Regions from separate parts of the Mus musculus genome. Here all the other regions are linked to region 1. A link is a contact called in public promoter capture Hi-C data. All regions are on one chromosome and are shown on one strand. The core of a region is the stretch at or near the end of the contact, and the rest is flanking DNA. Distances in the headings are between cores, read along the strand shown. Region 1 holds the start of Atxn3 (ataxin 3). Region 2 holds the start of Ppp4r4 (protein phosphatase 4, regulatory subunit 4). Region 3 holds the start of Ttc7b (tetratricopeptide repeat domain 7B). Region 4 overlaps Rps6ka5 (ribosomal protein S6 kinase, polypeptide 5).

Region 1 (2,805 bases), core at 163-2,662:
AGTGGAAGACTGACTTCCAGGCAACTGGGGTGAGAGTCTTAAGCCCACACCCACCGTGACACACCTACTCCAGCCAGGTCATACCTATTCCAACAAGGCCACACTTCCAAATGGTGCCACTCCCTGGTCCAAGAATATACAAACCATCATAAGTACCTTTAGTTGCAGAGATATTTAAGCTCAGTATTTTCTAAATTAAAAGCCTTTTCTTCTCTTCCCAAGACCCTACTCATTCTGTAAAGTATTTCTGGTTGGAGTATCACTTCTGCTTTACATGGTACCTAGAGCAGAAACCCACAAGTCTTTCCTAACAATACCCCCATCCCACCCCAGTCCCTCATCAAAGTCTTCTGTTTCCTAAAGCTTCAAAGTGGTCTCTCTCCATTCTCAAATCACTACTGGAGTCCTGACCACCAGAGTCTCTTCATTTCTCCCCAAATGCCTTTCAAGTATTGTTCCCCAGTGATCCTCTAAAATCCTAATTTGACCCCATGTCTCTAGTTTTAAAAATCTTTAACCGCCTGTAGCTTTTTTTTTTTTTTTTTTTTTCCCGGTAGGGAGGTGGTGGACAGGGTCCTCCTATGTAACCCTGGCTACAGGCTGGCATAGAGCAGCTGTCCTCCAACACAACATATGCCTTCCTTACCTTCAGGTACAATGAGCCTTTAGGAGACTGGGCCTTTGCTACATTGAAGAACCTAAAATGGTTCCACCATACAAGATACAACGCCCAATACAACGCTTAATCTTTGTCAATCCCCCCCTCCCCACCCCCATCCCCTGCGCGAGCCACTCAATATTTTGCTGGATTTTTCACTTCCTCACCAACGCTTCCTCCTTCAGAGATGGCGTATTTACCCCAGGACCTGATATTCATTCCAACAGCCAACTATGTTGGACAGTGTGCTGTGCTAATTTCTTCGTACCTACATTTCTTTATTTGTATAATATTACAAAAGACACACACACATCAAAAAATGCCGTATTAAATTGCGCTTACAACTGGACTATTCTAAGTCAGTCCTAACTAAACATTAGCTATAGTTTTTACACAAATATTAGGTATGTGGAGAATGCCTCTTCTGGAATGAAGTCTTCAGTGGGAGAGGAGTTGCTCACATAAAGATGAGGAGAAAGGACCAAAGAAGGTGGAGATGGAAAAAAAAAAAAAAAAGAAAAAAAAGAACCTAAAACTTGGCTGCGAGGATTCTCTTCTAGAACCCTAGAATCACAAGATTGTCCCGCGTAGAGAAGTTCCTCCGCACAGCAGGCGGCGCCGCAGCATCACGCTTGCCGCGGGGAGGACCAACGCCGCCCAGGTCACGTGTCCCGTGCTCCCGGGTTCGCGTGCCTCGTGACGTGCGCCCGCAGTAGTGATTGGTTGGCGAGAGGCACGTGGCTAGGGCGGGGCGGACCGGGGCTGAGGGGTGGGGCCGGGGGCGGAGCTGCTGGAGGGGGCTGCTCCGCGCCGGGGCCGTTGGCTCCAGACAAATAAACATGGAGTCCATCTTCCACGAGAAAGTGAGTGTGGGCGTTCGGTGGGGAGCCGTCCTCGGCTCGGCGGCGGGCGTGGGGAGCAGCGACGCCGCTTCAGGAACTCAGGCGGGGCCCGAGCGCCCCCATCCCGACCTGGCTGGGTGAGGGGTGCTTCCTGCCTTCTCCCCATGGCTCCGCTCGTGAAGCCTCCCGCATGCGTTCCCGGCACCCTCGCCCTAGAAGACCGGGCGGGTAGCCTGGGCATTTCGGGGGGCTTCACCCGGAGGATTAGCGCGGGCGTTCCTTGTCCACTTGCCACACCTTTTCGGGTTTCTTCTCTCTTCTCTCTTAGGGTCTAGTCTAGCGAGTCGCCTTTTCAGCACCTGGCGGACCCTTCCCAACTCCACCCACGCCCCCTAACCTGTCCTCTGGCAGATCCAACTTTCTCTCTCAACTCAGTTCTATAATGGAATGCTCCATGCATTTAGATCTTGATTATCCATCCCACGTCTTTCTGCAGTTGTGACCGTGGCTTTCCCATTAAAGGGCCTGACACTTCGGAAGTAAAGTAGGAAACCCCGGAGGGAAGTCGTCATAAGAGTTTTTATTACGGGGATGTTTGGGTTGTTCTCCCATTTTTCCGGACCAGGAGGCCAGCTTTGTTTTTAGGTATTATGGATAGATTAGAATCGTTCTACTGTGTGATTTGGCTTAGTCTCTTCCTCACCTTAATTCCTAAGTGACTACGCTTAAAAGTATTGCTGTGACATCTTGAGAAACTGGTCTATGTTCGCATACAATTATCAAGTCATTTGGGTGTTTCTCGGACAACCATGTTTCATAATCATTTTAGGTTTGGAGAGGGTTGCTAGTTGAGACTATTATTTCGTTGGGAGCAAAGGCCTTTGTTTTTATCACTTGTAAAGGAGCATTGACTCATAGTGTTTAAAATCCACGCACAACAAAAAGACAAAAATGATGTGAATCTAAGGACGTTGTTAAATGAAGTGCTCTTAAGAAGACATTTTGAGTGTTTTGGAACTGGAACAAGTTAGTTTGTGACAGGATTTCTTGTAGCCCAAGTTGGCTCCAGACTCCCATCGTCCTGTCTCTGCCTCCTGAGAGCTGGCTGGGATGATGGCCACGTGCTATGACTGAGTGAGCTCCCCCTCCCGGCCCCCTCCCCACATTCATTTGTAATTAATTTTCCAAAGGTTTTGGAATAAGACCCATTTTAAACATGTTATATTTTGAACACTGTATACACTGCTTCATGAGACTCTTGCCATTCATTCTATTTAAAAAAAAAAGTTACTGTTTGTGTGTATG
Region 2 (2,805 bases), core at 207-2,706, 1.6 Mb before region 1:
GCTCCCAAAGACCCTTGAAGACCCTATTGGTAAAAATTCACAATTATAGCAATGACAACTAATCTGGAATCTGAGGATTGTTCTACACCATATTAAACACAGATCTCCAGTTGAGTGCTGAGAGGGGGGACTATCTGTACTCTTCTGCCTTATAGACTGTAGGACCTCAATGGAATCAACTTCATTACACATACATACCACATGTGAACATATTTACCTATATATTCACATATTTTTTTGTCTTCAACGCAGTACCCCAAGCCGCTACAACATTTTCCACACTGGGAAATGCTTTAAAGGGGAGTTGAATAAAACAGAAAGGACAAGCTTTGTAGCTCCTGTTGGGAACCGAATGAACTCAGACGGAAAGAAAATCAAAGGCTCTAGAAAGGTAATGAAGAACTGGCAAGAAGGGTAGGGAAGGGGCCCATAAACTAGGTTTGTCATCTGTGAGGATGAGGGTTGAAACCCCACAAGGCTGGAAAGATGACTCTGCGGGGTTGGGGAGCGAGGTAGGGGGGGAAACAGAAGGTTGACTCCCCTCAAGGGGGCTGGGGAGCAGGGTCCCGCCTACAGTCCTGGAGGACCTGGGAGGAAAAGGATGCATGGTGACTCAGGATGGGAGGCAAGGGTTGAGGAGAAGCTTTCAAACCCTAAACTAGGGCGACTCTGGGAAGGGTGCCTCTCCTTGGAAGGTGAAGGAGGCCATGCTGCACGGGGAGACCCAAGCTTGATCTTATGCAGAGGTGGGGGTAGGACCGTGAAAGGATGGGACCTGAGACGTCCGGGCGAGAGATGGAACTAGGGCTGTGTGAAACCCAGGATGGGCCAGCGACCAGAACCTGGGACAGCACCACGGGCTGAGGAGCTGGCTGCGGAGGCTGGCCCCGAGAACAGCGGCTTGGCCGTTCCTGGGGGAGGCCGGAGCCGGGTGGGGCGCAGGGCTGGCCGCAGTCGGGGGACCAAGTCGGGGGGGCCCGGCTGATTCCAGTTAGTCAGGGGCAGGTTGATTTCAGTTCGGAGACTGGGCTGGCCGTAGTCAAGGGACCCAGCCGGCTCCAGTCAGAGGAAGGGACTAGCCTCAGTCAGGAGGCAGGGCTAGCTCTAGCCAGGGTAAGGGACTGGTTCCAGTCAGGGGTCAGGGACAGGCCGACCCTTGGCTGCGGCAGGGAATGAAGCTCTGAAGCGGCTGCGGTGACAGGGCGACTGGCGCTGGAGCGCCGAGGGGCAGTCGGACGGCGGGCAGCCCTGAGGGGAGCGTCTCTCGGTCCCGCGCACCTTGAGGCTCCGGCGGACCGGCCTCTCGATGATGGTGAGCTCCTGCAGGTCCTCCATGTAGCCAAACAGGCTGTTCTGCCCGAAATCCATCGCGACGCCGGCGTCGGGCGGCGGCGGATGCATGGACCGCCGAGGGGCTCCCTCGCCGGCCCGCCCGAGCGGCCCCGGGATGCCGGACGCGCGCAGCCCCGCGCCGCCCACCAGAAGGACTCTCTGGTCCCGCTCTCGGCCGCGGGGAAGCAGAGCAAGAGGCCGCAGGCGACGAGAACACGAGCGCGGCGGGAGCCGGAGAGCAGCGCACCGAGGGGGCGGGGCGGGTGGAGGGGGCGGGGCGGGTGGAGGGGGCGGGACCAGAACAGGGAGCCGCCTCAGCGGCCGCCTCGGCCCCGCCCCCGCCCGGGGTCTGCGCGCGAGGTAGGACGCAACTGCCGCGCAACGACGCTCCCTGGTCCGGCTCCCTGGGCCCCCGCCCCACCCTTATGGGGCGAGCCCCGCCCCTCGGCGCGTGCGCAGAGCTCTCCGCGTCCCCAGGCGGCCAGGAGGCGGGCCGGGGGCGGGAAATGGGCGCGGGCAGGCTGAGCCAATGAGAGTGAAGCGGGGGAAGTGTGCAGTGTGCTGGGCTCCTCTGCACCTGTGAGAGTGACTTTCTGGTTATTTGGTGGCTGCTCTGCTGGCCTGCTTCTGGTGTAGACAAGCCCCTGCTAACTCAACTCCCGGCCTAGGGACCCTCGAGTGGCCAAATCAAGCTGGTTTAGTGCCTAGTGTGTGCCTGAGGATAGGAGACAGGTATATGCGAATACAGTTCTGCAGTCCTGACGTTGGAAGAAGGAAAATGTCCCAAAATGCCTTCTTTAAAAAAAAAAAAAAAAAAAAAAAAGACCTATACTGAATCCTGAAAAATCAATAAGGATTTACTAAGAGAGGTTACAGCCAGCCCTTTCGGATAAAACTTGGGCCATGATGAGTGCAGCTCTTCTTAGAGAACTGGGAGGTAGTGCTTAGCACAGTGGGTAGAAAGAGATGTGTAAGACCTCGGTGGAGCACTACCTTGCTCTTGCTCTAGGGGAGCACATTGATTCAACTCGCTTACATTTGGTTCTAGTCAAAATAAGACAGGGAAGGGTTGGAGAGATGACCCAGTTGTTAAAAACACTGGCTCCTCTTCCAGAAGACACAGTTTCTATACCTAGCGCTACTGTAGGGACTAGTAAACCCCTGAAAGTCCAATTCCAGGGCCCTCTTTTGACCGCCTGACAATACGCAGACGTGCACAGCCATTTACATAGGTAAAAGTGCCACACCTGACACTCAGTTCCATCCATTGGACACAGTGAAAGAAGGGACTGAGTCTTACAAGTTGTCCAATGACCTCCACACTCACTCCATCTTACAGGCATGCACACACACACACCACACACATGATGTCTCAAAGAGTAAGAACACTTGCTGGGCAGTTCTAAAGAAATGAATTCAGATCCTAGCACCCACATTTAATAATAATAATTTTTAAAAAGCCAGCATGAGCCT
Region 3 (2,805 bases), core at 203-2,702, 1.4 Mb after region 1:
GTGTCTGAGCCCCATCTGCTCTGCTCCCATCACCTCTGAGGGCCTTGGGTTGCCTCAGTGTGGTGTTGGTCATGTCCCAAGTACTTCTTTCCTCTTGGCCCTTACTGAGTTTCAGTTGCTGATCCTGTAAACCAAGGCCTGTGAGTCTGGTCTTCATTTATCCCCAGGGCATGAGAGAAAAGCCTGCACTTGATAGCTTTGGAAAGCTGGAGGAGACACACCCAAAGAGGATGAACCTGGTGACAGGGTACTGCCCAGATGACAGCTCCATCCTCAGAGGCAGTATTGCAGAGTCCAACACCCCCACTGCCCCTGAAGCCACATTCCCTGACCAACTTTCCCAAATACTGGTCATGTCCATACTTGCAGGCCTTGCCATTGCATGCCTGACTAACATGCAGGCTCCCTATCTCACCAAGAAGAAAGACAGTCTTTCTAATGATCCAGAAGGCCGGGCATGGACTAACCCCCACCCTCCTGACATCATCTGCTCAGCTCCTTGCCTTCATTCCACCCCAGCCACTCTGGCCTTTTTCTAACTCACCAAATATAGTAAAGCCGAGGCCTTTGCTCTGCCTGTAATGATCTGCCCTCCCCACCTCCCATATCCCCCCGACTCTCATCTTTAAAACTGTCAAATATCACTTCAACACCATCCTTAACCAACCCATAACCTAATTTGCTACTTTATTTTGCTTAATTAATTCATTTCCATGAATGGGCTATGAACTTTATACCCACTTTGAAGCAAAGTTGTACCCACTTCGTTCCGTTTCCACAGCCCTAAAACACTACCTAGCTCTGTGTGGGTGACCTCTGACTCTATAGTTACTGAATAAATTACACAAGTGAAATAATGTTCAGCTTAGACACCTGCCCCTGCTCTCAGTTACAAGGTCAAGGCCTGGAAATGCCACTTATGAGTTGGTATTCTCCTCAGAGGGCAAGGGAGCTGGCATCTGGGCTTGCAGCTACACACACACACACACACACACACACACACACACACACACACACACGTCCTCCCTCACTTTCTTCCAACACACACTTAAGGAACTTCGGGCAGGTTCTGGAGGAGCATGAATCTCCACTGCTTCTGGCCACATGATGGGGACGGAGGCTACCTGGGGCAGAGGGGAGCCTGAGGAGGGGCGCAGGCCAGCACAAGCAACCTGCGATGGCAGGGCCAGCCGAGGCAGGCTCGCCCTTCACGCCCTCTCGCACTAGAAACCCCGGCCTTTGGAGCCCCAGAGCATCCTCGGGGTGGCTGCCCTGGCTTGACCCCTCACCGCTCCAGGTTCGCTCCTGAGCACCGTCCCGCGCTCCTCATTGCTGTCCGGCCTCCGCCCCGGCCCGCTGCGGCTCCGGCCCTGGCCGGCAGGGGCCGCTCCTCGCGGCGCCCGGGGCCCCGCCGCGCCCGCCGCCGCCCGCTCCCCGCCCCTTCCCCGGCCGGCGTTCCCGTTACGCCGCCGAGCCGGGAGCCGGAGCCGGAGCCCGCGGCCGCAGCGGGAGGCGGCGCGGGGCCCGGCGGCGGCGGGGCCTGCGGGGCCTGCGGGCGCGCGCCGGGCCGGCCAGGGCGGCCATGGCGACCAGGAAGGCGGGCTCGCGGCTGGAGACGGAGATCGAGCGCTGCCGCTCCGAGTGCCAATGGGAGCGGATCCCCGAGCTCGTCAAGCAGCTGTCGGCCAAGCTCATCGCCAACGGTACGCGCGGACGCACCGGGGCTTGCGGGACCGCCGCGGCCTCCGGGGCTAGGCCTGAGGCTCCGGGCGCGAGCAGGGGCGCGGCCGGGCGGCGAGGCGCAGGCCGCGCGGTGTGCGCGGGCCAGGCCCTTGGGGAACGCGGGGTCCTCCGGTCACGCGGCGTGCGGCTGGGCGGGCGGGCTGTGCCTGTCGGAGCCTTGGAGTCCTGACGTGCAGGCTGGAGAGGTTCACCGACCCCAGAGACCGGAGGCCAGCCCCGGGCTTCCAAGAAGTTGGAGCTTGTGTGTGTGTGTGCGTTTGTGTGTGTATGGAGCCCCCCGGGACATACCTGTGGGCATCTGGGGACCACCAGAGTGTGTGTGGTGTGCTCAGGGGTCCTGTGATGGAGATGTTGTGAACATATGGTAATCAAGGGCCCCAGGAGGGAGCTCAGACTTGGAGGGTGTCAGGGGTGGCATTGGCAGGTTGGGATTTGTGTCTTGAGGTCAAGACAGTTGGGTGTCAAATCTGCAGACCCAGAGAGGATAGGGTGGAGAGTACAAGGGAAACAGAGTCAGGGAGTCTGGGAGAAGGTTACTGGGCAGGAAGATGAGACTGTATTAACAATGAGGGAAATGGAGCTGATTGGATGAGGGGCCTGGTGCGCCCAGGAACCAGGATCTGACTTGGGAAACCTGGCGGCTGGACTTGGCCAATGACCCCATTTGCTGAATTGGTTCTTCCAACCCATCAAACCAAAACTGCAGCCAAAATCACATTCCAGAGCGAGACTCCACGTGGCCTTATTTGTTTTGGAAGCAAGTATGGTTAATATTTGCTTGTCTTTTCGTACGCGCCAAAACCACAGGCAGGCACTTGGAGCCTGGGCAGAGAGGGCAGAGGATTTTGTCCTCCTTCACCTCTGGCTTCCCAAGACTGTCTGAGCAGGCGTGGGACAGACAAATCACAGAGGGAATGAATGAAGGACTGACACTGCTCATTCAAGGAAGGACATGTGTACTCTTTTCAACCTTCACCCCGAACTACCCAGAAACGGACAGGGAAATCTCATAGCCTCTTTAAGGTTGGTGGTTGTTTGTGATTTTATGAAAATAGCGCCTGG
Region 4 (2,805 bases), core at 209-2,708, 1.2 Mb after region 1:
TTCTCTGACCTATAGGCCCAGATTTAAAGCGGCTCGTATGATTAGCCTAGCTCTGCCTGGGTTATTTTCCCACTTATAAAGTCAATTAATTTGGTGCCTCATATCTGTAGAGCCCTTTTTTACAAAGTGATAAATTTACTTACTCTGGGAGGAGAGAGTATGAAGAGCGGTAGTGAAATGACTAGGGTCATTTTAGGATTTCTAGATGGTGAACTAGGAGAGATGACTACATAGCTCTGCAGAAAACATGGAACCTAGTTTAACATCGTAACTAAGGTAACTTTTAGGAGCCTTTGCCAGATTATGATGGATATATATATATATGGTGGTAGTAACTATGGATGATGAACTGTATGTGTTACAGTATGTACTTTAACTCATTTAGCTCAGACAGTAACATTGTGAATCATGTCCTGTTATTCTACTTTAGCAAATTGGGAAACTCAGTCTTCAACAGGTGGTTTGCTCAATGTTACCCCAGAAGCGAGTAAAAGAATCAGTTGAAACCCAAATAGGTTTGGGCTCAAATAAGAATCCTGGTGTCACAAAAATATAAATACCCCTAAAGCCAGGTAAGCAGGGAAGTTTTCTTTTGGAGATGCTCTAGAGAGAGGATTTAGAACTAAGTACTGAAAAACAAACAAAAAACAAAAATAAAGAAGGATTATCAAGAAAGTGAGTTGCTAAGACAGACTACAGAGGAAGAACCTGGATATAATCTCACAGTTTGTGGTTTTGGATGTGGATGGCTACTAAAGAGGATGGGGTGTGTATGCAGTGTCCGCTCCATTGGCCAGAGGAGCTGTGTTAAGGGCAGTCTGGTGGAAGATGAGTGGGGCAGAGTCGGATTGGAATGTTTGAAGGGTGAATTGCAAGGACCGTAACTTTTGAGAGACTTTGTTCTGGAGGGGATTGAAATAGGGACTTCAAGGAGGTTTATTTCCTGTTTCCTTGTTTTAGGATGACTGATGCTAGATCATGCTGAAACATCCGTGTGTCACAGAGACTGAAATGGCATTAGACCGTAAATGATGATGTCAAGAACCCCGAGAAGGGGAGCATTTAGTTTACCTGGGGCTGCAGGGCAGGCTGGTGTCTGATAAGAAAGCTGCTTTTGTTAGGAAAGGACTGGGGAGAGGATGCAGGTGCATTTGTAGATTTGGTGACAGGAAGATATGGAAGTTTTGAGGGCATGATTGTTTTGTTCCTCTGTGAATTGTAAAGAAAAGGCAATGCTTTATTCAAGATAAATAGCTACATTGTTTTAAGAAAAATGTTATTCTGGTCTTTGGAAAAAGTTCTAAGATACAGAAAAACATCCTAAGAGTATTATTTTACTTTCAGGCTATGAAGAAAAGCTTGTAGCATGTTGCAGAGCAACTCACTGAAGACATTTTCAGGCCCAGCCAATCAGGCGTTTCTGTGCTTTCCATGGTCAGAGAACTGAACATAGTCTCTAGCTCATGCCAGATTCTTAGTAAGCTTAATTTTCTGTTTCCTTTTGAAGTGGTTTAAGTTTAGTTTAGTTTAGTTTTAAATTATACTTATTTTGGTACATGTATTGGGGGGAAAGACCATTACTGTTTTGTTTTGACTCAGTTTTTGCATAAGTTTTGCATATGTTTCGTTGTATAATTCTAGAATCACTGGGATAAGTGATAATACACTGCTGTCGTATATACCCAGAGTACAGTACATCTTCGAGGTATGTGATCACAGCAATAAAGTGGGCAGCGTTGTTTAAAGTGCACAGATATTAAATATAACTTTGTTCGGCTGCCAGTGCTCTCCAGAGACATGGTTTGAGGCCCAACCACAACTCGAAAAAGCTTCACAGCAGTTTACCACCTGGCAGTTGAAGGGAACTCGATGTGCTAGCATTTTCGCCGAGTTTTCAAGTTCCCATGCATTTACTAAAATTGCACTACTTGGACTTTGTAGATAGGAGTCAAGGCTTTAGCATACAGTTAATGTGTGTTGTTAGGACTATGCTGGGCACTTCCTAACTGTAGCTTATCTGGTAAGTTACTTCATAAATATTTTTTCCCATGACAGAAAAAGGGGAAAACAAACCCTTCAAATAGCAGCAGCAGACTTTTTTTCTCACTGCATACAATTGTCACCTTCTGACTGAAATTAAATTAACCCAAGAATATTGTGTTTTGTAATACTGAATAATCAAGGATAAGGTTTTATGGGAAAAGCTATTTTATAATCCTACTTGGTTGGTCCCAGAAAATGAGATTATAAAATATACATTTTCTAGTTGGTATATTAAAAGATTTTAAGCATATTAAATAAGATCAAATCAGATTGTTTTCTAAACCTACTAAAAATTGGCTAATTAAGAGTTAACCCCCTTCCCTGTTTTCCTTCCCATAAACATACTTGTGTCTTCTTATCATATGAGCCAGCCAGCTAACCAGCCAACCGTTCCAAGTCCTCTAGTTACTGAAAAGTCTTCTTTGCACAGGGCTTTGCATAGGCTTTTTATTCCACTAGTTTCTATGTTTTCTCCCCCTAGACTCTGATGTGCTTTAGTGTCAGTTCTCAACTGCTCCACAGTTATGAAGCTTGTCCCTGCTTTGCTGGTCTGATAGGATGTCTCAGTTTGAATCTATTGTCACTTCTTTGGAGTACCTGGTGCTTGAGTGTTTATTGCTCTCCTTGTTTAACAACAGAATGCTTTTCTGCCTAGTTCTTTTCCCCACTGGCTTGCACTATCTCCTTCGTTGGGTGTTTCTGATTCTCTCTCTGATTGAGCCCTCTTTTCTTGTACCCACTCTTATGCAAGATAAAATGTTA

What was found. Promoter capture Hi-C pulls out the DNA fragments that hold promoters and counts their contacts.
Region 2: a promoter capture Hi-C map of pre-B cells shows a contact between it and region 1, with 4 times the contacts expected there. The contact joins the promoter of Ppp4r4 here to the promoter of Atxn3 in region 1. A contact is called at or near these places in 1 of 39 promoter capture datasets (pre-B cells) and 1 of 115 datasets of contacts at active chromatin or transcription factors (astrocytes).
Region 3: a contact with region 1 is called in a promoter capture Hi-C map of liver, with 2.7 times the contacts expected there. The contact joins the promoter of Ttc7b here to the promoter of Atxn3 in region 1. A contact is called at or near these places in 2 of 39 promoter capture datasets (both in liver).
Region 4: a contact with region 1 is called in a promoter capture Hi-C map of pre-B cells, with 2.6 times the contacts expected there. The contact joins the enhancer-like site here to the promoter of Atxn3 in region 1. A contact is called at or near these places in 10 of 39 promoter capture datasets (the 3T3-L1 cell line, 3T3-L1-derived adipocytes, the C10 cell line and 6 more) and 1 of 115 datasets of contacts at active chromatin or transcription factors (astrocytes).

Annotation. Positions count from the first base shown.
Region 1 is chr12:101,956,850-101,959,654 of GRCm38.p6, reverse strand. It overlaps Atxn3 (ataxin 3), which reads left to right and starts at 1,412. Exons shown (of 11, transcript NM_029705.3): 1 at 1,412-1,521. The coding sequence starts at 1,498.
Region 2 is chr12:103,531,216-103,534,020 of GRCm38.p6, reverse strand. It overlaps Ppp4r4 (protein phosphatase 4, regulatory subunit 4), which reads right to left and starts at 1,456. Exons shown (of 25, transcript NM_028980.3): 1 at 1,279-1,456. The coding sequence starts at 1,401.
Region 3 is chr12:100,519,469-100,522,273 of GRCm38.p6, reverse strand. It overlaps Ttc7b (tetratricopeptide repeat domain 7B), which reads left to right and starts at 1,452. Exons shown (of 20, transcript NM_001033213.1): 1 at 1,452-1,703. The coding sequence starts at 1,583.
Region 4 is chr12:100,710,249-100,713,053 of GRCm38.p6, reverse strand. All of the region lies in intron 1 of Rps6ka5 (ribosomal protein S6 kinase, polypeptide 5), which reads left to right. Among named protein-coding and RNA genes, the nearest start is that of Rps6ka5, 13 kb to the left of the region's middle. Within about 2 kb of position 1,458, at least 63 of the 459 cell types and tissues checked have an H3K27ac peak or open chromatin away from gene starts, as enhancers often do. A contact at or near this core is called in pre-B cells, where this site is marked.